2 separate regions of the Mus musculus genome follow, and region 2 is linked to region 1. Evidence: chromatin contacts called from public promoter capture Hi-C data. All regions are on one chromosome and are shown on one strand. The core of a region is the stretch at or near the end of the contact, and the rest is flanking DNA. Distances in the headings are between cores, read along the strand shown. Region 1 holds the start of Nos2 (nitric oxide synthase 2, inducible). Region 2 holds the start of Rab11fip4os2 (RAB11 family interacting protein 4 (class II), opposite strand 2).

Region 1 (3,865 bases), core at 259-2,758:
GAAGAGAAACTTCCAGGGGCAAGCCATGTCTGAGACTTTGCACTTCTGCTCCAAATCCAACGTTCTCCGTTCTCTGAGGAAGGGGAGGGAGGCTGTGAGGTGAGGTTGAAGAAGAGCCTAACAGAACAGAGCCTTCTCACGGGCGGGCGCTAGTGTCCCAGAGAATGGAGACAGAGCCCAGCTAAGGCTAGCACAGAAGTGCTCTCTCTCCATGCTTGCACTCGGCAGTTTTATTTGGAGTTGAAATCTTGTGGGACAGACTCCAGTTCTACAAAGACACATAACAAACCAAACTTGGGATAACTTGGGATGCCACATAGCCACCTACCAAGGACAGCAAGCATCCACAAGCTTCCTTAGGACAATTCAGTTTCTCTTGGCAGGAGTTACTCCATGGCCTCCAGCAAGGTGGGCAGGAGCTGGGGTCACTAATACAGGAGTGTGTGCATCTGCCTGACCCTTCCTGCCACCTGCTGACCAGAGAGAGGGGCAAGCACTTGTCATTAGTACCCTTCCCTCTGGACCTGCACTTGGGGCTAGCACTCAAGTCCTGGCCACCTTTCCTTTGATTTGGGAGTCATCACGCATCCTGAGCCAAGGACACTAGGTCACATGTTCCTTCTTCTTCTTTGTTACTTGAGAAGAAGTCAATGATTTGTATAAAAGAGCATTAAACTCTCCAGAGTTGAGATTATATCCTTTACGAAAAAGACAAGAAATAGAAAGTGGAACTGCCCTGAGAGTATGTGGCTTCTCCTTGGCGAGTGCCCTCCCTGAGGAAAGATATACTTGGAAGATACGGGGGGGGGGGGTACAAGAACCCACCTAAGGGGAACAGTGAAACTCAGAGTCCCGATGAACTGGACCCTACCCTGAGTTTTTCTAGTTACTCATCTAAATCAAGTTAGTTAACTGAAACTCATTGCTTCACTCCTAAAATGGGATTAATAATAACCATCTTATCAGATCTGGGTGGGGCAGAGGGCACATCTCATAAAGATGAGTAAAGTAAGCTATATGTATTAACACCACCCCCCCCAGCCTATTCGGAGCTTTCTAGAAAGTTTATCCTTTGTAGTGTAATCACCACAGTAAACATTTGCAGAGAAGAAATCTGACCACACGCCCTGTTCAACTGGCAGACCCTTCTGTGGGTGTGCTTCTTACACCTTCCATATCAGCTTCAGTCCAGCCACAAAAAGAGGGGTGGGGTGGGGGGAGAAGGGAAAGCCTGGTTTTCTGGGCTTTCCCAAGCAGGAAGACACTCCTAAGAGCAGCTGTCCCCAACACAAGACTCACCTTGCAGTTGACTAGGCTACTCCGTGGAGTGAACAAGACCCAAGCGTGAGGAGCCTCAGAAGTGTCTCTAACAGCTCAGTCCCTTCACCAAGGTGGCTGAGAAGTTTCAAACCAGTGACACTGTGTCCCGTGGGGCCAGAGTCTCAGTCTTCAACTCCCTGTAAAGTTGTGACCCTGGCAGCAGCCATCAGGTATTTATACCCCTCCAGGCTCTGCAGAGCTATTTTGCATAACTGTTCCCAAAGGGAGAGTCCCCAGTTGGGTGTGCAAGTTAGCTCATTCATGATGGACACTCCTAGTCTGTGTGCTTGATTACATCACTCTGTGGTGTATCCTCATGCAAGGCCATCTCTTCCTGGTCGCCCGTCCAAGGCAGTGGCCCCTAGGCAGCACGTAGTCACTTCAAAACTGGGACTCACTAGGGAGGGAGGCTGGCTTTTCTTAGCTAAACCACATACCCTGGCTTGCAGCTGCTGAGGGATTTTGTTCTGGGCACGGAGCTCTCTGGCTTTCTGTCTGTTCTCTCAGTGAGGTTAGATGGTGCCAATATTCCAACACGCCCAGGACACATTCATCAGGAGGTTTTCTAGAAAGGATGGAAGGCAAGCTGTGGGCACAGATGCCGTCTGACCAGCATTTCCCCACTAGTAGTAAGTCAGCTTGGGCAGAATAGTGGATGGGCTGTGCTGAGTGAAGCCTTTTTATTTTTTTTCTCAGTGGCATTCTCTCTCTCTCTCTCTCTCTCCCTCTCTCTCTCTCTCTCTCTCTCTGTGTGTGTGTGTGTGTGTGTGTGTGTGTGTGTGGTGTGTGTGTGTTTGTATGTGTGGGTGACTTCTTATATATAGGATTATAATGTCCTACCTGGGTGTGGTGGCATAAGCCTTTAATCCCGGGATTCAGGAGACAGAGAAAGGCTGATCCCTGAGTTTGGGCTAGCCTGGTCTACAGAGTAAGTTCTAGGATAAGCCAGGAACACTACACAGAAAAACCCTGTTCTGAGAAACAAACAAAAACGAATAAATTATAATTTCTTACAATGCTTCCAATAAAGCATTCACACATGGCATGGAATTTTCCATTATGAAAGTGAAATATTGACAGTGTTAGGGGAAAAGGAACAAACAGAGAGAGGGAAAATCCCCCTAGCACATCCTGCCAGGGTCCACTCATCTTCGCATGGTCCCCAAAGTCAGCTCAGCCTCGTGTTTTGCCCTTGTCTGAGGTACACAGACTAAGTCACCCAAAAAGTGTGTGGCCTCAATAGTTGGGAGAACAAATAAATTGTTGATTGAATAAATGAATTACAAATCAAGTAATTGGGCTGGGGAGATGGCTCAGTTGGTAAAGTGCTTGCCTTGCATGTACAAGGACCTAAGTTCAAAAGCTGGGCATGGGTTGGTGAGATAAGGAATTTACACACACACACACACACACACACACACACACACACACACACACACACAAACACACACACACACACACACACCAGTCAATAGGTCAATGATAAAATGCTGGGTGTGGTGACACACACTTGCAATAAGTTCTGGGGAGGTAAAGACAGGAATATGCCTAGGGTTTGCTGGCCAGCCAGCCTAGCCTACTAGGCAGGTTCCAGGCTGGTGAGAGATGCTGGGTAACCTGGGAAACAAGAGCTGAGATTGTCTTCTAGCTCCTACATATACCTGCACACTCATGTGCACACATGCGCATGCACACTTGCACACACACACAGCTTATGGATTTCAGCATATCAAAGTCAACCTCCTTTTAGTCTTTATCCAGGCAACACCCCCCCCAAACCCAATACTTGGGAAAGACGGACCGTCTAATGGGGAGCGCAAAGTCTAGAAAAAAAGAAGGGATGATTAAAGTTCAGAGTGATGGAGGTGCCCTAGTCCTGAAGGAGCTTTGTCCACATTGCTCAGGGGATGGATACATACAGGAGCAACTACACTACGGTGAGGTTTAAAAGTTTGTCACAATGGAACCCTTAGTTCCTGTTTATGCTTTCAAATATTACAGCTACGCCTGCAACAAGTTATTTAAATCAACCCCCAAACTCTATGAAATAGAGACTATAACTTTCCATCTATAGAACCTTCCAGAGTCTCATCTATTTTACATTGGAGTGCTTGGCTGAATTCTGTTATTTAATATATCCAAAAATCTGCTATTGTGACAGAAGAGACTTAGGGTCATGAGCAGTGAGGCTCCTGGATGTGTATGGAGTATCCTTGCCTCAACACTGTGCCCTGCCTGTCCTCTTAGGCTGACACGCACATCTGGGGTGGGAGACATCTCTCTGGCCTTGTCCCGTGCTGTTAGTGTTCCTCCACAAGAAACCCAGGCTTGTGTAGCACCCACAACCCAAAGAACAGTGCTTAGGGCTGCCTTCCTGTAGAGACTAGCCCGTGTCCTCTGACTCCTCACTCTCTGGAGGCATGAGACCCATGGGCCTGGAGGTTAGGTGTGTTGTCACCTGAATGATTGGTGCCAGCCAAGGCTCTGACATGCTGGCTCAGGGTAAGGGCTTGGTGGCTGTTTCTCCTTTCCACCACTCTTCTTT
Region 2 (3,432 bases), core at 124-2,623, 750 kb before region 1:
GGAGACAGTACTGAGCCCAAGTCCCAGGAAATAGGACCCAGCTACATCCCCGGAGTGCCCCCACCTCCATGTTTCCACTTAGTCTTCTCATCTAGGGATGAACAAAGCCGGCTCTAACTGGAAGTGGTTGCCAGAAGGCACACAGGCTGCCCAGGCAGCCCCTCTTCAGCCTCTCTAAGAGCTGTGTTCCCCCGTCAGAAGGTCCCACGGTCACCCTTTCCTCTGTAAGAAGTTGGAAAGGGCTGAATTCAAGGGCTGCTGAAAAGACCCAGTATCAGTACACGTGCTGGGCTGTCCAAGCCTCAGAGAGGCTCACAAGGGCCCACTGTCCCCGCTGTGCAGGCAGGAGGTACAGCAGGACCCAAACCAAACAGCTTCATTTGGTATTTACCCTCATCCACCTAGGGGGGTGGGGGTGGCAGAGGGGGAATCTCAAGGTCACACACCCTAGGTTTCCTGGCAGCGAAACAAAGATGAACAGAGAACACAGGCGGTACAGAGTGGCTACGTATTTCCATTCCCTACAAGGGCAGAGAGGGTGAAGTGGTGGCCACAGGGAGGTCTACATCCTGACCCTCAGCAGCTAGCACTCCAGGAGCGCATGACTGAGCACGGCCTGAATCAAACTGCACTGCGCCACAGGACCTGGACGACCATCCAAGGAGCATCTAAGGCAGTGTTTCTCAGTCCTCCTGACGCTTAAAACCGTTTAAAACGCAGTTCCTCATGCTGTAGCAACCCCCAACCATAAGGTGATTTTGTTGCTACTTCAGAACTGTAATCTTGCTACTGTTATGGATCAAAATGCAAGCGTCTGTCATTTCTGATGGCCTTAGGTGGCCCCCGTGGAAGGGTCGTTTGGAAACCCAGGAGGTTGCGACCCACAGCTTGAGAACCACTCACTGACTCACTGATCTAAGAGTTTGTTGTGGCCGCTGTCCAGCGGCGTGACCGCTGGATGAGGTGTTTCATCTCTGAGCATCCTCGATGCATACACGTGACCAGGATTGTCAGAGGATCTAATTAAGGACAATGGCTCACTGTCTGAGGACACTGAAAACATGACAGAGAGATGGTGGGCGTTGGGGACATGATCTAGAGTGGGTTCCAGTCGCACTCCACTACATATGAGCACTGTGGCCTGTAGGTTACTGAACTACCCTACCCAGTGCCTCAGTTCCCTCACCTCCACAGCTGAGCTAACCATAACTGGAGTTCAGTGAACTGGCAACTGTTCTAAGTAATTGTTCTTAGAATGCATGGGAAGGGCTTCGTGAGCGATTACTGTCATTAGTAGGTTAAGGGACGGTCTCCAGGGCCACACCTGAGCATTCCGAATTCTATCCAAGCCCGGGGAGGCTTCCCTCTGACTGACCCCTCGGTGATACACTGGGGTGGACAGAGAGGTAGGCTGAGCTCTAGGAGGCCAAGTTAGGTTTTCCTCCCTGCACCAGGGTCCTCTCATGCCCACTGCCTTGGCAGGTCTGCCTGCACATTAGTCACAGCCTGTAATAAGTGTTAAGATGAGATGTTGCCTGGAGAAGGGAGTCCAGGAGGCCCTGAGGTGCGGGCTCATCCACCCCCAGCTCTGGCAACAGGCTCCACTCCGCAGGCGGTGACTTGGAGCCAAAGCGCAGCTCTGTGGGGACAGGGCTGGGTAAAAATAGCCTGGGCGGGCACATCTCAGCTTCCCTTGAAAACCAGGCACCCGTGGGTACACGTGGATCTCCCCACTGTAGGGAAGGGGCTGTAAGTGGGCACAGGCCAACAATGGAATCTCTTGTGTGTGTGGCCAGTCAATACCCTGGAGACATGGAACAGACCAGGGTCATGATGGGTTTTTCCTTTGGGTGGCAGGAACCTCCCCTCGAGGAGGGGCTCCAGGTCCCAACACCCCAAATTCAAAGAGGGTGGGCTAGGACTGCCTACAGTGACACACACCCTCATGACCCCCCCATACTTGGCTGTTTTTTTCACAGAGACATGACGACCATGGTGGCTGTGAAGCAATCCTGACAGTAACTGACTTCCCCTGGGGCTGCCAACCCTGCTATACACACACTGACCGGATGCTTGTCAGTGGCTGCCTGGTGCCAATCAAAGGTCAAAGGTGGGATCAAGTTAAGGTTAGCATCCAAGCAAAAGACCAGAACCTTGACCTACCTCCAAGTCCAAGGGAACCCACAGGAGAACTGGTCACTCTGCTATCTCCATTGCTCTGAGAGTAGCCTTAACCTGTGAGATCGAAGCTCTATGGCCCTGGGCTTCCTATTTTGGTGCAGGAGGCGAAGGTTTAGAAGGCAGGACAGACTACCATGTTTCTTCCCAGACCTACCCCACCTGCACCACGCCAAGAATGGCAGCCAGGGCAGGGTTTGGTCCCTGGGCTCCAAGTCTACTCCTGAACCCCCGATGAGTCTCACCTTAGGTCAAGACAACCCCTCAGCAGGAGCCCTCAGGTGACAATCTCTGTGCAGATATTCCAATGTTAACCTCAGTTGGAACTCAGTTGCAACTCGTCTGAGGACAGGGCCGGGGAGGGGGGAAGGGCGCCGCAGCAACAATAGATGCTTCCTCTTTGGTTTCAAGTCATGCCGGGATTTCTCAGGCCTCTAGTGCTATTTACACAGACCATGGGCACACAGACCTAGCCAACCACTGCCTGTGGAAGCCCACACAGCTTTTCATCCCAACTTCAACTGCCTCCCAGGTCCCACACCGGTCTTAACTCCCACCTGCTGACAGGAAATGGCAGAGATTAGGTGAAGATAGCACACTGTAGCTCCCAGAAAAACTTAGAAAGGAGACATCAAACAGCCCAGAGCAGAGCCGAGATCTGTTCCAAAAGGTCTGGAGGCATGAGCAGTGTTAAGGGATCTAAAGAGCCAAGTCCACAGAGAGGGGCTGGCGTAAGGTACAGCACCAAGAAGGAGGGTCTGAGGTAGACCTGGGCAGCGCAGCTCTGACTGACAAGCATGTCCAACTGCCCAGAAGGCTGCGGCTCAGCCAGTGCCCAAGCTGGAAACCAATCAATACCTAGGCAGACCTTTGACCGAGATTCCTGTGCCTTTGACCAAGGGCCTACTGACAGAGAAGAGAAAGAAGTTGCCCACATTGTTGGCCAGGGCCTGTTTGGTGCTGCCAAGGGACTGGCTGCTGCTCCTGTGTGAGCATGCAGGTGAGCAGGGGCCCTACTGCCAAGCCACACCCCTTACCACCACAGCAACCGAGAGAAAGCTGGCAGGGCCACACAGTCTCAGAAGTACTTCAAGGGGTAGGAGGCACTTAAAAATGACGGAGGACCCACTTACCAAGATGTAGCCCTCCTACGAATTTGTGCATCTTTTACAAGTTTCAAAATACATACAGAAAACTTCAGAGGACTGAGAGCGAGAGTTTCCCTCCTCTGGGGGGGATGGAGCAGGCAATGGT

What was found. Capture Hi-C pulls out chosen DNA fragments and counts their contacts.
Region 2: a promoter capture Hi-C map of liver shows a contact between it and region 1, with 4 times the contacts expected there. The contact joins the promoter of Rab11fip4os2 here to the promoter of Nos2 in region 1. A contact is called at or near these places in 2 of 39 promoter capture datasets (embryonic stem cells and pre-B cells), 1 of 15 datasets of contacts at CTCF or cohesin (large pre-B cells), 1 of 115 datasets of contacts at active chromatin or transcription factors (microglia) and 2 of 9 other capture datasets (liver and macrophages).

What each region holds. Positions count from the first base shown.
Region 1 is chr11:78,918,430-78,922,294 of GRCm38.p6, reverse strand. It overlaps Nos2 (nitric oxide synthase 2, inducible), which reads right to left and starts at 1,508. Exons shown (of 27, transcript NM_010927.4): 1 at 1,300-1,508; 2 at 1-73. The coding sequence starts at 27. RefSeq lists cis regulatory regions at 1,512-1,678, 2,287-2,306, enhancers at 1,681-1,701, 2,231-2,498, 2,794-2,806 and a promoter at 1,306-3,060.
Region 2 is chr11:79,673,027-79,676,458 of GRCm38.p6, reverse strand. It overlaps Rab11fip4os2 (RAB11 family interacting protein 4 (class II), opposite strand 2), which reads left to right and starts at 1,373. Exons shown (of 3, transcript NR_045898.2): 1 at 1,373-1,406; 2 at 1,980-2,126. The region is part of intron 3 of Rab11fip4 (RAB11 family interacting protein 4 (class II)); the gene reads right to left.